Linked DNA regions of Zea mays: regions 2 and 3 are each linked to region 1. Evidence: chromatin contacts called from public Hi-C data. All regions are on one chromosome and are shown on one strand. Each heading gives the region's core, a stretch centred on a gene start, on an enhancer-like site or on the middle of the called end of the contact. The rest is flanking DNA. Distances are from core to core; before and after follow the strand shown. Region 1 holds the start of LOC103629953. Region 2 holds the start of LOC100283809. Region 3 holds the start of LOC109940203.

Region 1 (2,700 bases), core at 40-2,539:
GCATGATAGTAACAAAATTGAAACTTACAAAACAAGTTTTAGCCAGCAAGCAAATCTAAATTGATGAAAAATTTAAAAAGTAAAAGCAGAATGTAATAAGAATCTTAAAGTGCCCTCTTAGTGCAATGTCATGACTCTTGCGAACACCTCTGATACACGTCCCATATAAAAAATTTCACCACTGTGCTCCCTTGTCTCAAGTATTTTGAGAATATCCAAACAATACATCATATCCTTATTATACAGAGGTAGTTACTGCCATTCTGCCAACACCACTATAGGCAAAGCCGAAAAACATAGATGCAACATCAGTTATAGTTTGTTTTATGATTGCATCAAACAACAAAAGAAGTCATTTCATACCTTATCTTTGCGTTCATCTCATACATCTTGCTAATGAAGTCTTCTCTGCAGCAGTGAGGGAAAGTATAACCATGACCAGCAGAGAGAAACAATATTTAGTACAGGACAATACATATGGGATATTTTGTAGAGCAACAAGGCATTAGATAGTTCATATTACTCACCTCTCACTGTCTTCCTTGCTCTTTTGGAGCAAATTCGTCAAGCACCAACAGCCGATCCATTCCAATTCGAACCACAAACCAGAATGAGAATAAGTTAATTTAATACTAAAGTAACAAAGGACCCAAATAAATTCGCTGCGAATTATGATGCTCTAACTTTGAGCGCGTCCAGATCAGTGCTGGCCTTCGAGATCTCCTCATGGAGACACGAGATCGTCGCCTAAACGCACCAAAGTAGTTCGGGTCACGAAAATTGGGCATAGCAAGCGTGACAATTCGTCAATTTAAAGGCGAGACGAGGAGAAACCTCTAGCGCAAGGATGGAGTCGGCGGCGATCGCGTCTTGCACTTGGCTCCCGCGAAACTCCTGCTCCGCAGCCTCCCGCGCGCGCTTCGCGGCGTCGAGCTCCGCCGCGGCCACGTCTGCCGCGGCGCGCGCATCAGCGAGGCGCCGCCTGAGGTCGGACACCCTGCGCTCTGCGCGCACGCCAAGCGGGAGACGGCGGAGCGTCCGATCAACCGCAGACGCGCGAAAAACCTAGTGCCTCCGCGCTCGGCGCGGGAGAAGTTGGGTGCTTACCGCCGTGCGATTTCTCGTAGGCGAAGTCGCGGATGATGGAGAGGAGCTGCTTCGGGGTGTCGCCGCCTGACGCCGCTGCAGCCATCGGCTCCGTGGAAGGCTCTTCTGGAGCTTCTGGAGAGGCTCAGCTCAGAAGGGAGGTTTGTTTTTTCTTTTCCCGCCGGGAGAGGAGATCAGAGATGGTCGAAGAAGGAATGGGCTCTCGGACAATTGACGCTTCAGAGGGGTTTTAAACAGTTTAGATGGGCCTCAAGTCTTCGACATGCATGACCCTCAGGACGAATGAAGACATTTGGCAGCCCAACACGGGCTGTAAAAATATACGACAGGGAGGCCCCTTCGACCTGCAACCCAGTAACAGTTTGAGAGGTAGGCGAGCGAGGATAATTTTGAGCTTCGGCCCAAACCGAGTCTTCCTTTGAGCGGTTTTTGCCTCTAAATAACCACCGAGTCTAGATTTTATCCTCAAACTCTACATAAATTTAGATATAAATTGTCCATCTTCAGATCTTAAAATGATTTATAAGTTACGCATTCCCGGTTAGAAACAAATTCATAGATGGTTTCATACAAATATAAAAATATCTAAAAATTGGAAGAAAAAAAATCTAAACACTTACACCTATATTTCAAATTGTAAACCGCTCTGACATTTTAGTATGTCGTGTTTTATACACATAAATATATACTATGTACAAATATGTTATAAAAAATATGTAACTTGGAAAACCAAAACTATTTCCAATTTAGAACTAAAAAGAGTATTAAATGTTGTAATGCTTCTCATAATAAAACTACGATTGCTATGTATAAATATGCTATAAAAGTTATGTGTCTATAAAAAAAAGCCAAAGCTACTTTTCATTTGGAACGAAGAGAGTATTAAGATAGTGTTCGGTTACGGAGCCACATAGGATGGAACAACTATGTCTCAGGGAGCGGTTTTTGTCCGAGAGATTTTGGGGAGCCAAATAGTCTTATATCTGAGCGTAATTTTCCTATTTTTAGGTTCACTCCGCCCTTCAGAGAATCGATCTAAACAAAAATAAATTGGGAGCGGGGCGACTCCGTCTCCACCATACTTTAGAACCAAATGTTACCTAAAATGTCTTGATGTCCCTCATGATAAAACTATGATGTGAAACATCGTGAACGCAACGCACATTTAGAGATTGTGAAAATATGTTTAGAAGCTTCCAAATATTAGATTTAGCTATAAGATAATATAAAAAAATAGAAAAAATGTAAAATATTCAAAACAGTGTCCTAACCTATTTTAAAACATGGGATGCAACTAGCATAAATGCGATAAATTTAGGTGTAGTCGAGGTTTGTAGTTTGTACAATTTGAATATATATATATATATATATATATATATATATATATATATATATGTGTATATATATATAGTTTTTAGGAGCTATAAGCTCATTAATATTTTGAATTATACAATATGTGAAATAAAAAAATCATGATGCAATTTACATGTACGGAAAAAGATATTTCCAAGAGCAATGATTTTTTCATCGATAGAAGAAAATCATAATCTAGCATAAAGTGGTGAACGTTTTGGTGAGAATATAAACAATGAG
Region 2 (2,700 bases), core at 176-2,675, 270 kb after region 1:
AGCAAGACACATGTAGAGATATAGAGGATAAATAAAGAAGACGATTGAGTCTAACCGATTAAGCGAGGCGTGCCGCCGTCTGCTTCTTCTCTTCTCCGGGCACGCCACCGCCGTCGCCGCGCAGAGGGTTGCCTCCTTGCCGGTTGTCGAGGCGCCCTGCCATCCTACCTTAGGAGCGAAGATAAGCCCCTCACGGACGCACGAGCGCATGGCCTTCAACCCTGTTCGCCGAGGCCCCACACTGCTTTCTTGTTCAGGTGTAAGTGCAAGCCAGGCGACCAGTCAGCAATCGTGTGAGTGTGTGTCTGTGTGTCAGCAACAGTAAGCCAGGCAAGTGTTTACAAGCCATGCATCCAGCAAGGAGCATTGGAGCAAGTCAGCAACAACAAGCAGTAATGGCTTTGGCGTGTGACTATGTGAGTGTGACGATGTGTTATACTCCCTCCGTTTCTTTTTATTTGTCGCCTAATAGTTCAAATTTGTACTAACGGACGACATATATTAAGGAACGGAGGGAGTACAATACTGGTGAATTGGTGACCTGGTATGGTGGATAGGGGTCACATGACAGGTGATCAGGCATAGTGGCGTGTTGAGTGTGTTGCTGCTGCATAGTGCAGACTGAAATGAAGGTATGATATTATTGAATGCTGAGACTGAGTATAGAGTGAATTGAAGTATCGAGTGTGTGTACAGCAAGCCAGCAAGCTTACTCTTATGGAGTTATGGTTCTGTGTGTATGCTGCCTGCTGGATGTTTTTTCTTTGAATTATGAGCTACACTTTTGGTATTATATAATGCTCTATGGCTGTATACTGTGTTGCAAACTATAATTACAGTCTATAGTTATGGTGTGTGACTTTGTGTCCTGTGCAGCAAGCTATAATTTCATTTTATAGTTATGAACTTTCAATTTGTTCATGGACTATGATTGCTGCATTTTTTTTATTCTATTTGTAGTTTAGTTTTTTTTTATGAAGCCGAGTAGATAGCTCACGAGCCGGCTCACGAGAGTCGAGCCTCATTGGCGAGCTCGCCAAATCACTGAGCCGGCTCAGCCCAACAATATATGCCCCAGTTTGTTTCAGCTTTTTGCAGCTTCTGGCCACCAAAAGTTGCTACGGACTGCCAAACGCGTCAGCTTTTCAGTCAGCTTCTATAAAATTTGTTTAGATAAAAACTATTCAAAATCAATATAAACATATAATCGGTTGAGTTGTTGCAATAGTAGGAATCCGTCACTTTCTAGATCCTGAGCCCTATGAACATCTTTATCTTCCTCCGCACATAATCCTAATAATACTCAGATTCTTCCCACAGCCAGATTATCCTCACAGCCAGATTCTTAGAAAAGCTGGTCAGAACACAGCTGAACCAAACATGGCCCACGTCATATCGGGAGATTCAACACGCTATTTGTGACTTGTGAGAGCAAACCACACCAGTCACCAGCCTCATTGCCTCAACCCCAAACCAATCCGTCGCAGACACTCAAGGTCGCAGGATGCCGCCGCCGCGTGAGCACCACCAGCCCCAGGACGAAGAGGACGACGATACCGCAGGCGTTGTCAAGCTCATCAGCGCCGAGGGCTTCGAATTCGTTGTTGACAGGAAGGCCGCCATGGTCTCCAACACCCTCCGCAACATGCTCACATCCCCAGGTAGGGTACTCTTCACCTCTTCCATTCCCATCAGCGCGCCGTCCTCGCATCACATCCATCCCTCTCGTCTTCCCCACAGGCGGCTTCTCTGAGACGCGCCAGGGCGAGGTCCGCTTCCCAGAGATCCCCACCAACATCCTCGAGAAGATCTGCCAGTATTTCTATTGGTCGCTCCATTACTCCAGGTTCCTATGCTTACTTTCCACTTTCGACAATCGTCATCTTCTTTCCCCTTTCAGGCTTTCACCTGTAAGACAATAGCCCGCTTGTTACTTTTAGGCAGCCATTCACAGATTGCTTAACCAGTGAAATCTGTCATGGATTGATGCTATTTAGAATCTGTACTACGTTTTTCGGCTCTCCCTCTGCCCCCATTGTTCATTTATGAGTTCTGCAGTAGTTTCGTTTGCTGTAATAAATGCTTATACTAGTTCCTAAATGCCTAAAACTTCAGAGCAAAGGGCTTTCCGATGGATTTGATTTTACCCTCGGTATTCCCGCCACAGTTAGTGTTTAGGATAAAACAAAATATTTGCATCTAATAATCTAGTGAGAACCAGCAACTTCCATCATTCCATGGGTCTTTGTTGGAGTTCACATATTCTCATTGGGAATTATATCCACAAGAATTTGACACATGGCCCATCAGAAGATGGCCTTACTATGTTTTGTAGCATGCATCACTGTTCTGTCTTTTATGTCAATTGTTCAGTGGTTCAAAACACACAAGCGCGAGAATTTAGAATTTCACCTTCTAACGCAACAACTATTAATCTGATTTTAGAATGTTCTTCCACTTTTTTACCTAACTGTTCACATGGTATGATTAGTGTGACCTATTCAGAGAATGCAGAGCTGATTGCATCTTGTCTTATCTTTCTTTACTCTTCTTCTGGCTGGTGATTTACTGTTCATGCTTGTTAGAGTGTGTGTTATGTATGTGTAGGTGGGCTGGCACCGCTGTTGGGCTGCCGGCCTATTAGGGTTAGGGTTTGGGTTTCCCCTAGGTCTATATATATGTAACCATCCTCTATGCAAT
Region 3 (2,700 bases), core at 9-2,508, 440 kb after region 1:
AAGGCCGGCCTCACGAGGCACATTCTTCTTGTTCCAACTTCCGAGAAAACAAAATACCCGAGTAAACTGTAGCAGTCCAGGGTCCAGACCAGAGGGAGCCTCCGTCATTGTTCCAGTCCAAACCCTGCGCGACAGGTATATTGCAGGTCACAACTGTAGCCCTTCGCCACCAAAAAGAAAAAAAAAAGAGTCTCATACTGTAGTGTAGCTAGCTGTGTGTCTCAACATGAGGGTATACAGTCAGCTACCCAGCAGCAACGGCATCCATATTAGGCAGAACACAAACCTACGACGAACACTTCAAATTAAAGGGGGACGCAATCACGCAAAGGCAGTGACTTGTACGGCTCCCCGTCTTGCTCCTTATTGGCCCGTCATTACGGCACGAGTTCCTTCCATCAGAACTATTATACCAACATCGAAACGCCCGGCTGAACTGTACAAACAAGGGAATTCTTCTAGCTCCAGAAAGTTACATACAGTTGACTGGACTCAGTTCTGGTTCCTTCCGACAAATTGAAGGGCGCTAGCTGCTTGGTTGTCAACTTGGCTTGCCACCTCCCTGCATGACAGGCAACGCATAAAAGTAAGCACATCTTAGAATCTAAACCCAGCGGTTGAATACACCACCCTGACCGCATTTGACACGGTGCTTCAGGATACGTTCTGAACATGAACTGCAGTTGACGAGGTCTATGAAACGAGATCTCTTTCACTGACCACAACCGCAGATCACACCCAAGTTGGAAGGGATGAAACCCTGTCAAGCCAACCTGGTTTCGTCTGAACCTTCACCGCTTATACACAAGTGTGTGTGTATATATAGCTCATGAATTTCCAGCAGGAGAGAGAGAGAGAACTGGCAGGAGCGAGCCCACATACATACCTGGACAAGTCATCAGCTGACGAAAAATGTGCACACCACCGACGGCCTTGCCATGGTTCCAGTCTACATTCGATCTCTGCTCCAGTTTGAACTGTCGTCCGTGGTGCTGGAGTTCTCCTTTTTTTGCTGGTCCTGCCCTGCAGAAGATGAGCTCACACGTTACTCCTGGGATTTTACAACGTTTGAACATGATACAGATTTTGCTCACCTGTATAGGGAGAGAGCTGTGGCCTGTGTACTGCTGCATGAGTTGTCGCTCTGAGGCGTGATTTGTGTCAGAAGTGCACCCAAACTAACAGCGATGATGTTCAGTTTGTTGACATTTGGAAGGCTAAGACTCTGGTATGTAGCTCTGACATCCACATGAGAATTTTCTTACGGTACCTCGCATGCACAGCTCTTGGAAAGTAGGCAAACAAGAGAAGAAAAATTTTCTTGTTTCAGTCTCTTAACTGTACGGTGTACAGCACCTCTTCCAATTTCTTGAGTTAGGCCTAACATCAACATGAGCTTAGGCTATCTCCAGCAGCTTACTCATCCCCGTACCATATTCAAACTCTAATCTACGAACAATGCAGTATACAGTGCACAACGGTACAAAACAGAGTTTTGGTTGACTATATAAGTGAACTGCTTGACACTCTTATTAAATTGTAACTATTCAGAAGCTCTGAGTTATGCTTGGAAGTTTGCACATAGGCTTTGCTAATAGAAGTGTGGCCAGGCTGCAACAAAACAGTACACCATCTGCGATGTCGCCATCGCCGCCACACAGGAACGTCGGTCCCTCGCCGCCACCACAGTACACTTTCCCGGCAGCCACGTGCAAAAGGGCGCAACAAAACAGCCTAGCATATCTGTACTAACTATTAAGGACGCATTGTAGACTGCCCCCGCCTGCGCGAAACGCCCGTCGCTCCGCCTGCCCGCCGCTCCTCAGGCTCCGCGAATCCCACGCCTCCCCCCGCCGCGAATCCCGCCACCACCCGCAGCCCGCCCGCACCCGGCCTGCCCGCCGCTCCTCAAGCTCCCGCGAATCGCCCGCCGCTCCTCAAACTCCGCGAATCCCGCGCCTCCCCCGCCGCGAATCCCACCCGCACGCCCGCCCGCACCCCGCCTCACCTCTTCCGGCAGGTACGAACTGTTCTCCTCTGTTGCCATTGCTCGGACCACAAGTTCTTGAGTGTTAGGGTTACTTCCTTGCCTTCTTCCTCATGCGCCCCTCCACCATTGGCTTCTTCCTCGCGTGCCTCCCCTCTCCCTCCATTATTTGGGACTGGATGGTCCCAGACGGCGCTCCGCAGGCTACATGCCGACTGTGGGGCACGTTCAGCTTCTCAAAGTCGTTTGTGTGGTACCCAGGATGCATCGGCGCCGTCCAAAGTCTCTGCTTCTTCCCTGACAGCAGGTTCCGAAACGCGGCTGAGGCTGCCGACTTCGTGCACATACACCGGGTATAGAGGGAGGTGGATGTGTTCGAGGAGGTGGTCGGCGCCACGTTCAGGCCCAACGGCGAGGCGCTGTTCGTAAGCATCGCAAACCGCATCTACTATGCTCCACGGGCGGGACCTGTCGCCCCCATTGCCTCTCCTCAGCAGTTCCTCCTGTCAACATCTATTGTTTCGCCAGTTCTCTAACAAATTGAATGCCTATCTTCCAAGTTAGCAACGAGTCATCCCCACCTCATACCAGGAAAGGCACACCCTGACTCCTAACAAAAGCTGCTCCTTATGTTTTTTACCCAATTCCTTAGCAAACTTCAGTATTCATCTGATTAACTTGGTTTTGCTTACAGATAGATCCACTTAAATATG

What was found. Hi-C and Micro-C count contacts between places; a contact is called where the count stands out from the background.
Region 2: a contact with region 1 is called in a Hi-C map of endosperm, with 2.8 times the contacts expected there. The contact joins the promoter of LOC100283809 here to the promoter of LOC103629953 in region 1. A contact is called at or near these places in 2 of 25 Hi-C or Micro-C datasets (endosperm and tassel).
Region 3: a contact with region 1 is called in a Hi-C map of tassel, with 2.5 times the contacts expected there. The contact joins the promoter of LOC109940203 here to the promoter of LOC103629953 in region 1. A contact is called at or near these places in 2 of 25 Hi-C or Micro-C datasets (bundle sheath and tassel).

What each region holds. Positions count from the first base shown.
Region 1 is chr6:125,776,207-125,778,906 of Zm-B73-REFERENCE-NAM-5.0, forward strand. It overlaps LOC103629953, which reads right to left and starts at 1,290. Exons shown (of 9, transcript XM_008651051.2): 1 at 1,108-1,290; 2 at 835-1,004; 3 at 685-747; 4 at 528-547; 5 at 364-408. The coding sequence starts at 1,192.
Region 2 is chr6:126,045,496-126,048,195 of Zm-B73-REFERENCE-NAM-5.0, forward strand. LOC100283809 reads left to right here and starts at 1,426. Exons shown (of 3, transcript NM_001156707.2): 1 at 1,426-1,661; 2 at 1,741-1,846. The coding sequence starts at 1,505.
Region 3 is chr6:126,216,269-126,218,968 of Zm-B73-REFERENCE-NAM-5.0, forward strand. LOC109940203 reads right to left here and starts at 1,259. Exons shown (of 4, transcript XM_020539470.2): 1 at 1,095-1,259; 2 at 887-1,023; 3 at 481-562; 4 at 1-124. The coding sequence starts at 899.